Regions from separate parts of the Mus musculus genome. Here region 1 is linked to region 2. Evidence: chromatin contacts called from public Hi-C data. All regions are on one chromosome and are shown on one strand. Each heading gives the region's core, a stretch centred on a gene start, on an enhancer-like site or on the middle of the called end of the contact. The rest is flanking DNA. Distances are from core to core; before and after follow the strand shown.

Region 1 (4,297 bases), core at 222-2,721, 40 kb after region 2:
GCCCGGACACCCCGCCCCTACTGGCAGCTCAGTTTCAGGACACTGGCATGACCTGAGAGGATCTGACCCAACAGGTGACGTCTAGCCCCATCGCCAAGGCGGACAGTGTCCTCAGGTAGGCGGACAGGTGGCAAGTGGCCGTCAGGCACCCTCCTCCACAGTGCCACCTACTTCCACAGAGGCCTAGACACAGTAAACAGAGAGTAGTTACAAAGCACAGAAGGCTAACAAAACTTGCTGGGAAACCAAAAGTGGAACTAAGTGAAAAAGCACCTTCCACGAGTCGACACAAGGTCACGGTGGCACACACCATTAATGGGAGACAGTGGTAGGAGGATCTCTAAGCTTGAGGCCAGCCTGATCTACAGAGTGAGTTCCAAGACAGCCAGAGCTACGTAATAGAGAGACCCTGTCTCAAAATAAAACAAAAACAAAAGAGTATTATTACCTGACCTCGCAAGCAATGGTTAAAGGGCATGCTGGTTCACACAGCACTGATCTTTGAACCATTGACCTTGCCTCAGTCTGGTAAATGGGAGTACAAGACCTCACTGTAGCTCTCACGAACACAATCCAAAGTCAGGAAGGACATAGTCAAACACAGAAAACTTTCAAACATATTCTGCCATTCACATTCATGATCCTCTGACGGAGCTCACAGCTGCAAGACCAAGATCATCTTGCCAGGCTCGTGGGTAAGGAAGGTGAGTTTGGGTGATGGAAGGAGATGGGTGACATTGCTGTCCTAGGAAGTGCTTTTCCCAGGGAGAGTGTGATAGAATCAGAAGGAAGTGGAGAAAAAAAAAAGAAGAAGAAGAAGAAGAAGAAGAAGACGCAGAGGAGTGAAGGATGCATTTCTCTCAAACTTGCAAAAGCCACATTTCATGGTGATGCTAAGATGGAAGACTTAAAGCATCCTGCTAATTTAAAACACATCTTCCCCCAATCACATAATCCCACCGCTGCTTTAACTCACTGGGTTTTTTTGGTGTCTTCAGCTTTGTAGCCAGTCGCTGAGCTTCACCTGTTTTAAGGCAAATTCTCAAACACCAACACAAAAACAGTAGAAGCACCGAACTAGATTTGTACTTTCTTTCACTCCAGGACACCTACTAGAACATGTTTGTCCCTGATCCAAACTAAGGCGAGGATCGCTTCAGCGGCCCCCTTAGGTGCGCTCAAAACACGGACACCCAGGGACAACCAAATAGATGGGAAATTATATACGAAGCCGAACTTTTTCTACTCTAAACTCAGTTTCCTCACAAAGCCAAATCTGCCCTACTAAACGCTCCTTTGCATATTCCAAAAGCCAGACCCAAATCAACGGCACATCTCTTCATCCAAAGCTCTGGAGGGTTGGCAAAGCAAGGCCTGGAGAGGAGAATGTCTTTGCGGGGACTCAGGAGCAGCTGCCTTTCGGGGAGCCCCTTACCTGCGCTGCTGGTCCTGGGACTCTCCGCCACACCCCTGGCTCCACGCACACCCTCTCTGCGCGTCCGGGCGCGGAGGGCGGGCCTCCTCCGTGTGCAGAGAGCCAGGCAGAGCCCGGCTCGCGGGTGCGGCGGCCGGGCAGGGCAGGGCAGGGCTGGCCGGTAGGATCTGGCCGCCACCGGGCGCTGCCCTCCTGAGGCACCGGCGCGCCGCTCCGGAGCACAGAACTAGGGTCAGCTTCGCGGCCCTGGGACCATAAGACTTGGCAGTGCAAGCGAGGGATCGACGTGGGGGGCGGGGGGGAGGCAGATGGGCACGCTCCACCAAGTTGTGGGTGCCAGCGAGTCCAGCTGGGGCTGCGTGAAGTGGCGACACGGAGGCGGGCATCTGAGAAAGGAGCTGGTCCCTTAGCAGCCTAGGTGCAGCGCTCCGGGAGGGGGAAGGGGCCGGCTGAGGAATACCTGAGCCCCGGGGAAGAGCAACAGGGAAAGTCGGGCCACAGTCCACGACCAAGCAGCCCCCCACCCTCAACCCCCGCCATTCTGCCGCCACTGCCAGTCCGAGGGCAGGTGGCCCTTCTACTATACTACTCTGAGACCTTGACGGGAGTCCCGGGACCTAGAACCTCGCAGGTAGTTTTCTACAAGAGGATAATGGGGACCCCCAGGAGTCCCTGAAGAGTGAGGCCGGGGACCTTGTATGCTAACCATTCAACATGATAGCCTAGCTCGTAGACTGAAGCTTATACCCAGCAAGTCCTGTAGTGGGTCACCCCTGTCCCTTCCTGGTCATATATATGCATGCAGCCCTCCTTTGCCATAAAGCACCCTTCCTGGAGCTCTGGAGATTAAACTGTTAACTCTCCCTGCCCTTGAACGGAGTGTCTGATGGGTTTGCTAATCCCCATGCTATTTGTAACCTGCCCCGTGACACTTGACAACTATCCAACTGTGCTAGTTTCCACACCAGAGGTCAGGCCACTGTGAGAGGTAAGTCAAGTGTGCTCTGGACCCAAACACAGAGGCACCCAGAGCTCTGGGGACTTTCCCACCCTTGCCTTTTCTCCCTAGCTTCCTGTCTCCTTGAAAGCCCATCCATTCTTGTTAGCTTCCTGATGGATGAGTTAGGCTTGGTAAGCAGAGGCAAAGAAAGGGGTCACGGTGGGGTCAAAAAGGTTTGGGGACTGGTGGAGTGGGAAGGGTAAGATGGGGGCTCACCAGGGAAGCACATAGCCATGGGGATGTGGTGGGCACACAGGTCTAGCGGGCCAGATGTGGGCTTTCTCACAGTCAGGGTGCTCTGAGCATGGGGTCTCTAACAAGGCAGACTTACATACTGGCTAATATCAGTATCCAGCACCCAGCTGGCTCTGCAGGGAGTTCCTGCCTTCATCTTCAGCCCATGGTCCCCTATTGTGTGTCTTCAGGTCTCTGGGAAGGTTGGGGTCATAAGTGGATGGGGACCTAGCAAACCAGTTCATTAGGTGAAGGAACCGAAAGCCCCACTATATCAGCTTATACGGCGCCAACAGCCAGATGTTCTGAAAGCAACATTCTCTGAGTTCGCCTGTCACCCAGAGAACACACATGCTGTGGACTTGGAAAATGCTTTTATTACATGGTCTTGTGATGCCGGGGGAGAGACCTGTACAGACCCATAAAGGAACTGACCCAAGGACATTGCAGTTATCCGTGTCTTGGGTGGGGATATCTTGGTCAAAGTGTCAAGATATACCAATCATGCTCTGGAAGGGCACCAAGATATGCCCAGTTCATGGGTGGTGGACTAACAGCGGCTATTGCACAACAGCGGCAAGCCCTGAGCTTTCTAAGAACTCAGGCCTTCACATAGGATTAGCCCCCTCTGACCCAGGCCTGCTAACAGCTCTGCACTGTGTTAGATGGGTTCCGTGTCCACTGCCCACCACTCTTCCCTTCCCTTTTATTTGAAAGTCAGTCTCTGGCTGAGTCCTGTGTGGGCCTGTTGATACAGCTGCCCCTCTGGTGCCACATGACTGCGGGCTCGCCACCCATGACAGACTTGAATGTCCTGGCACCAAGGACAATCAGATTAGCTTCCCCTTGGAATAGCCACTGTTTGTGTCTTTTGGAGCCAGCTTGACTATATCAAAGCCTTGGAAACTGATTATCTGTCAAGAATGGCTTCAAGGTGCTGTCTTCAGATCAGGCCTAGTCTTGGGAGAGAGGTGGGAGGGGCAGCATGATCTAAGGCTAGGACTCTTCCCCAGCCGTTAGGTGATGAGAAAACATACATCCAGATGAAACATTGAAAAACAGAATCATACTAAGATTTTAAAACTGCATGAAGCCAGGCATGATAGTGAAAGCCTATAATCCTAGCACTTGGGAAACTGAGAATCATGAGTTCAAGGATAGCCTTGGCTACGTAACAAGTTCCAGGTTTGCCTGGTCTATGTACTGAGACTCTATCACGTAAAACAAAATGATACCGAACAAAATTTGGATCCACCCAGATCCATCCAGTCCCTGAATACAAAAGAGTAAAACAGAAGCGAACATTCATGGATTCACCCGCAAATATTTACTTAGCGTTTATAAAATTCAATGGGGAGACAAAGATTAAGAAAGCTAAGGAGAAGAACACATGAGGGGGGGCTGGAGGGGGCTCTTCTTCATGGTGTGAGTGCCGGAGGTGTCTACACAGGTGGCAACGTGACACAAACTTGATGGGAATGAGGAAGCCACCACTGTCTATTATTGTATAACAAACAGCCCCGGAACTGAAGCTGCTCTCCCACTTACTGCCTCCCACAGTTCCTAAGGATCATAAAGACGGTCAGCTTCTGGGAGTGGCGAAACTGGATGGTTCTGGATTGGGGTCT
Region 2 (4,418 bases), core at 1,409-3,908:
TGTAGGACAGCTACACACGTCTGGACTCCCAGCTGTGGGGGTCAGACCCGGCCGTGGTTTATGGACATTCAGGGAAGAATTTGTCTGAGCTTCTCCAGGCTATTGGCAGAGTTCATTCTCCAGCAGATGTTGGACTGGGTCACCTTATAATGCTAGTAGCGCCCAGCCTTTCTCACACAGCACCCTGCAGCCAGAGCCAACAGGGACTTGGATGGCTTCCCTGTCTGCCTTATCCTTCTGTCTCAAGAGCCATTGAAAGTTCTCTGGTTTCTATGTAGTTCAATCTCTCTCTCTCTCTCTCTCTCTCTCTCTCTCTCACACACACACACACACACAGAGAGAGAGAGAGAGAGAGACACACACAGACACACACACACACATGAAGGAGGGGCTCTGGTTTCTATCTGATTAAGTCTCTCTCACATATACACATAGTCTCACACACACATTTACACACACACACACACACAGGGATGGGGTGTGGGTTTCTATGTGATTAAGTATCACACACACACTCACAGCACACAGCATAGGGGGTTGGGAGAGATAAGGGAATGTTGTTTTTTTCCCCTGGAGGTGGACATGTTTTAGAATTCCACCCACCACATTCTGGCTCTGTTGCTGAGTTCCAGTTGGAGTTGCTGAAAAATAAACACCTCTGTTAAAGGCGGTGCACTCGGCAAGCCTCCCCAGGCTTCCCCAGTATTGCTAGACCATTTACAGAACAACACTGCAATCAGTCCATGGGTCCTGTCCCTGTCCAACCTACTCTCTCAAAGTGGGTCTCTGCTATGCCTTGGGTTTAGTTTGAATGTGGCCCCCAAAGAGTCATGTTCCAGGCTTGTTCCTCCAGATGGCAACATTGAAAGGTGCTGGCAAGCGTTTAAGTCTTTGGGTGCATCACCTTCAAAAGAGACGAACAGTGGTTCCTTAGAGTAAACCAATTCTCCCAAAAGCAAGTCCCTGAATCCCTCTGGCTTCCTGTCTCTCCCTCCACCTGGCTCCCTTCTAAGTACCTTCTGGTCACTGTAATGCTCTCTGCCCTGAGGCCCTCCCAGAAGCCAAAAAAGGGTCTGGCTGCCTGTTCTTGGACTTCCAGCCTCCAAAATTGTGAGCCAAATAAACAGCTTCTTTCTTAAAGATTCTAGCCTCAGTCATGCGCTTATAGAGTCAAAGAAACAGACTAAGACGATTTCTGAGGGAGGGTCACCAGACCAGTAATGCCAGCATCGTCTGGGAAATTCACCAGAAGTGCACATATTCAGTCCTCCACAGACACTGGACATCAAGCAAGGCCCCGAGATGGCGCTTGCTTACAGACCATCCTTTATGAGTGAAACACAAAAGAGGGGAGGTGCCAGATAAACCATCTGAGAAATGACTTTCCATTCTGTGACTGTCGCAAGTGATGGCACTGTCTAAGTGTGTGTGTAAATTCACACGCACACATAGTGGTTAACAGCATGGGTTCCAGAACACTTACAGTGAAACCCCACCCCCACTAACTTCTGGATGTGGAACTGAGTCAGCTGCTTAGACTTTCTGACCTTCATTCAGTTTCCTCGTTTGGGGAGTGTGGGTTCCCAAGTCAGATGAGGGACAGTAGAGAGCTACCCATACCCTGGACAGCAGGCCATCCCCCTATCCGAATCAGACTCTGGCCTACTCAACTCCATAAAGACAAAGGCCATGTCTGTTTCCCTGATGGGGAGCTGGCTTCTCAGAAATCATGTGACCCGTAATCTAGCTGGTAGATTTTGAAGATCCCTGCCACCCCCTCCCCTCAACACTTCCTTTCTTGCTCTTTTTCCTCCCCTGCCCCTGACTTGAGCTATATAAACTATATAAACTAGCCCCACTATTTCAATAAACCATCTGTCCTCGGAAACAGTCTCCAGGGTCGTTTATCACTTCCTCCCGCTGCTCACTGCCGCCCAAGACTCTCACTCGGGATCGGGGCCAGGGACCCACATGAAAGGACAGTACCTACCTCGTAAGAAACTGAGGGTCAGGCGAAACGGCAGAGAGAACACAGCGCAGAAAATGACATATGACAACATACGTGCTCTTTACCATGCAGTCACACTTCCTGTCCCGTGACTGTCGCTTTGATTTGTATCTTTACCACAGAGTCACGCTTCTAGCCCCATGATTGTTGCTTTGATTGATTGGTAGATTTACAGTGACTCGAGTGCAGCTAAGGTGGGCTTCTGCGGTGTTTGAGGAAGCACGCCACTTGAAGGACCAGCCATCCCCTCCCCACACTGAAATCACAGACTGGAAGAGACCTGGCCAACAATTGCTGTCAGGCTTGGTTGGATCCAGAAGCCTCGAGGATAGAAGGCCATCTTGAGAAGGGCCATTTCTCCCAAAGGGAGCTGGGCTCTCCTCCGGCTGGGCCTGTGATACTGATATGGGATGCGCAAGGCTCAGGCCACCCAGTGTGAACTGCTGCTGCCTGGAATGGAATCCACTCTCCTAGCTGTTGGCAGTGACAGAGGGACCGAGACCCACAGCTGCTCTCCACCCGTAGTCTGTTCCCAGGCTCCACATGGCTCTGTAAGCCTCAATGCCACCAAGACACGGCTCAGCTAACAACCACAGAAACTCCTGGGGCGGATGCCGGCTGGTCTTCTTGGCTGCTCTGAGGCACATATCCCGGCTGCTCTGGGGAGAACAGCAAGGCCTTGCAGACATGTGCATGATTTGAGGTCAGTCTCCGGCTGGGGTCTTAAACAGCTGCCAGACTTTTCTGTGCCTGATGAAATATGAGGAAAGCCAAGGAATTCTTCCTTGGAGAACATTACCAGCTTCAAGCAAGAAGTCCCCCTGGGAAGGGCAGAGGACACAAGACTGTGGGTCTGGTAGTCTTGGAGGTCTTCCCAGTTGAGAGGCAAGGCCTAAGGATGCATTCAAAGTGTCCTTGCGGGCTGCAACCCAATACCCTATTCCCTGTAGTGTCTGACATATGAATTCAGTTGGTTTCCTTTGTGCAGACCACAGCTGGACAGCTGTAAGGGCAATGCCCTTTTGTCCCTTCAGGAGCTCCAGAAAACCCACTAATAATTAGATTCAGATAACAAGAAGTCTGGATAGCTGAGGACTCTGGAATACTAAACAGTGCTCATCAGATGCCACAGTAGAAAAACCCTTGAAGACCAATGGCCAGTACTGTAGAAATATTTTTATATGGATCTGGGGGGAGGGGGAGTTAGGAATGGGGGATAATGCCCAGCCATGAGAGCAAAGTATATCATAAAATATGTAAATTAAAGTTGTGTTCATACTTAACAAAACTCTTGTGTGCATGTGTGATTCGTGTGTGTGTGTGTGTGTGTGTATGTGTGTGTGTGTGTGTGTACACAATGATGAAACACATTGCTATTTTTGGAATAAAAAACTCCATGCTAGAAATAAGGAAGGAAGGCAAACAGGAGAAAAGAGGACTAGGAGAAGAAGCCAATGGTGGTGACAGGCCATGGCTTGGAATGTGCAAACATCCAGTTCTTTGTACAAAACTAGGATGGAGTAAGGATGGAAAGCAAGGCTTTGTCCTCTCTTCTTCTCATCCAGGACTCCCATGTGACTGGCTTGAGGTGGGTTTCTAGCACAAAGGCTGCCCTACCATCCACACAGGTGCTGAGGAGAGCCCAGGAGGCTGGACCAACACATACACGCTGGGCACCCTAGCCAAGAGTCTTAAAGCCTGTTTGTCCCAGCTCAGAACTACATAACTGGGTGTCAGCTCTGTGTTCAGAAACAAGAGGAGCAGATGGAAGCTGTTGGCCACAGCTGAAGTGGCACGGTGTGAAAAGAAGCAAGGACTGCTGGGGAGTGGCCGTGTTGGTCCTACGAAAACAGAAGCTGGTGTAGCCATGGGTAACACATCCATGCTTCTGTAAACCACTGGCCACCCAGCTTCTGTAAATAACCCTAATTAAACCAATGGATTAACACATACACACACACACTCACACATGCATGTACTCATGCACACAAGTAAACACACACAAGGTACACACACAGGCACGTAGGCACACACAATATGCAAGTGTGTGTGGGGGTGCTAGTTGGGAAGAGGAGAGGATCAGTTAGAACCGGAGAGGACACAGAAGACAATGGGAAATATGACCAAATATGACCAATATATACATGTGTGAAGTATCATAATGAAAGCCATTGTTGTGTATAATTACCATATGTTAATAACAAAAAACCCAAGGGCAGAAACTTTAATGAGAGGACACTGATAAGCACAGACCTACTTTTCTTTGGTGACTAGCAGCGTGCCTCCGTGCGTGAGCACGCAGCTTTCCTCTGTGGCCTGCGCATCTCCTCTCACATTGGGCGAGCGTCAGAGCAAGTGTAGGAGCATCCGCAGGCATGTCGCCATTGTTTTTGCATCTTTTGGCCCAAAC

Evidence for each region. A called contact is a pair of places that touch in the nucleus more often than the background predicts.
Region 1: a Hi-C map of myocytes shows a contact between it and region 2, with 2.2 times the contacts expected there. The contact joins the promoter of Tmem171 here to the enhancer-like site in region 2. A contact is called at or near these places in 2 of 39 promoter capture datasets (3T3-L1-derived adipocytes and embryonic stem cells), 1 of 15 datasets of contacts at CTCF or cohesin (CD8 T cells), 3 of 484 Hi-C or Micro-C datasets (muscle stem cells, myocytes and nephron progenitors), 2 of 115 datasets of contacts at active chromatin or transcription factors (CD8 T cells and embryonic stem cells) and 1 of 9 other capture datasets (adipose tissue).

Annotation. Positions count from the first base shown.
Region 1 is chr13:98,693,371-98,697,667 of GRCm38.p6, forward strand. Tmem171 (transmembrane protein 171) reads right to left here and starts at 1,472. Exons shown (of 4, transcript NM_001373965.1): 1 at 1,436-1,472.
Region 2 is chr13:98,651,758-98,656,175 of GRCm38.p6, forward strand. No RefSeq gene overlaps it. Among named protein-coding and RNA genes, the nearest start is that of Tmem174, 17 kb to the left of the region's middle. Within about 2 kb of position 2,659, at least 24 of the 459 cell types and tissues checked have an H3K27ac peak or open chromatin away from gene starts, as enhancers often do. A contact at or near this core is called in muscle stem cells and myocytes, where this site is marked.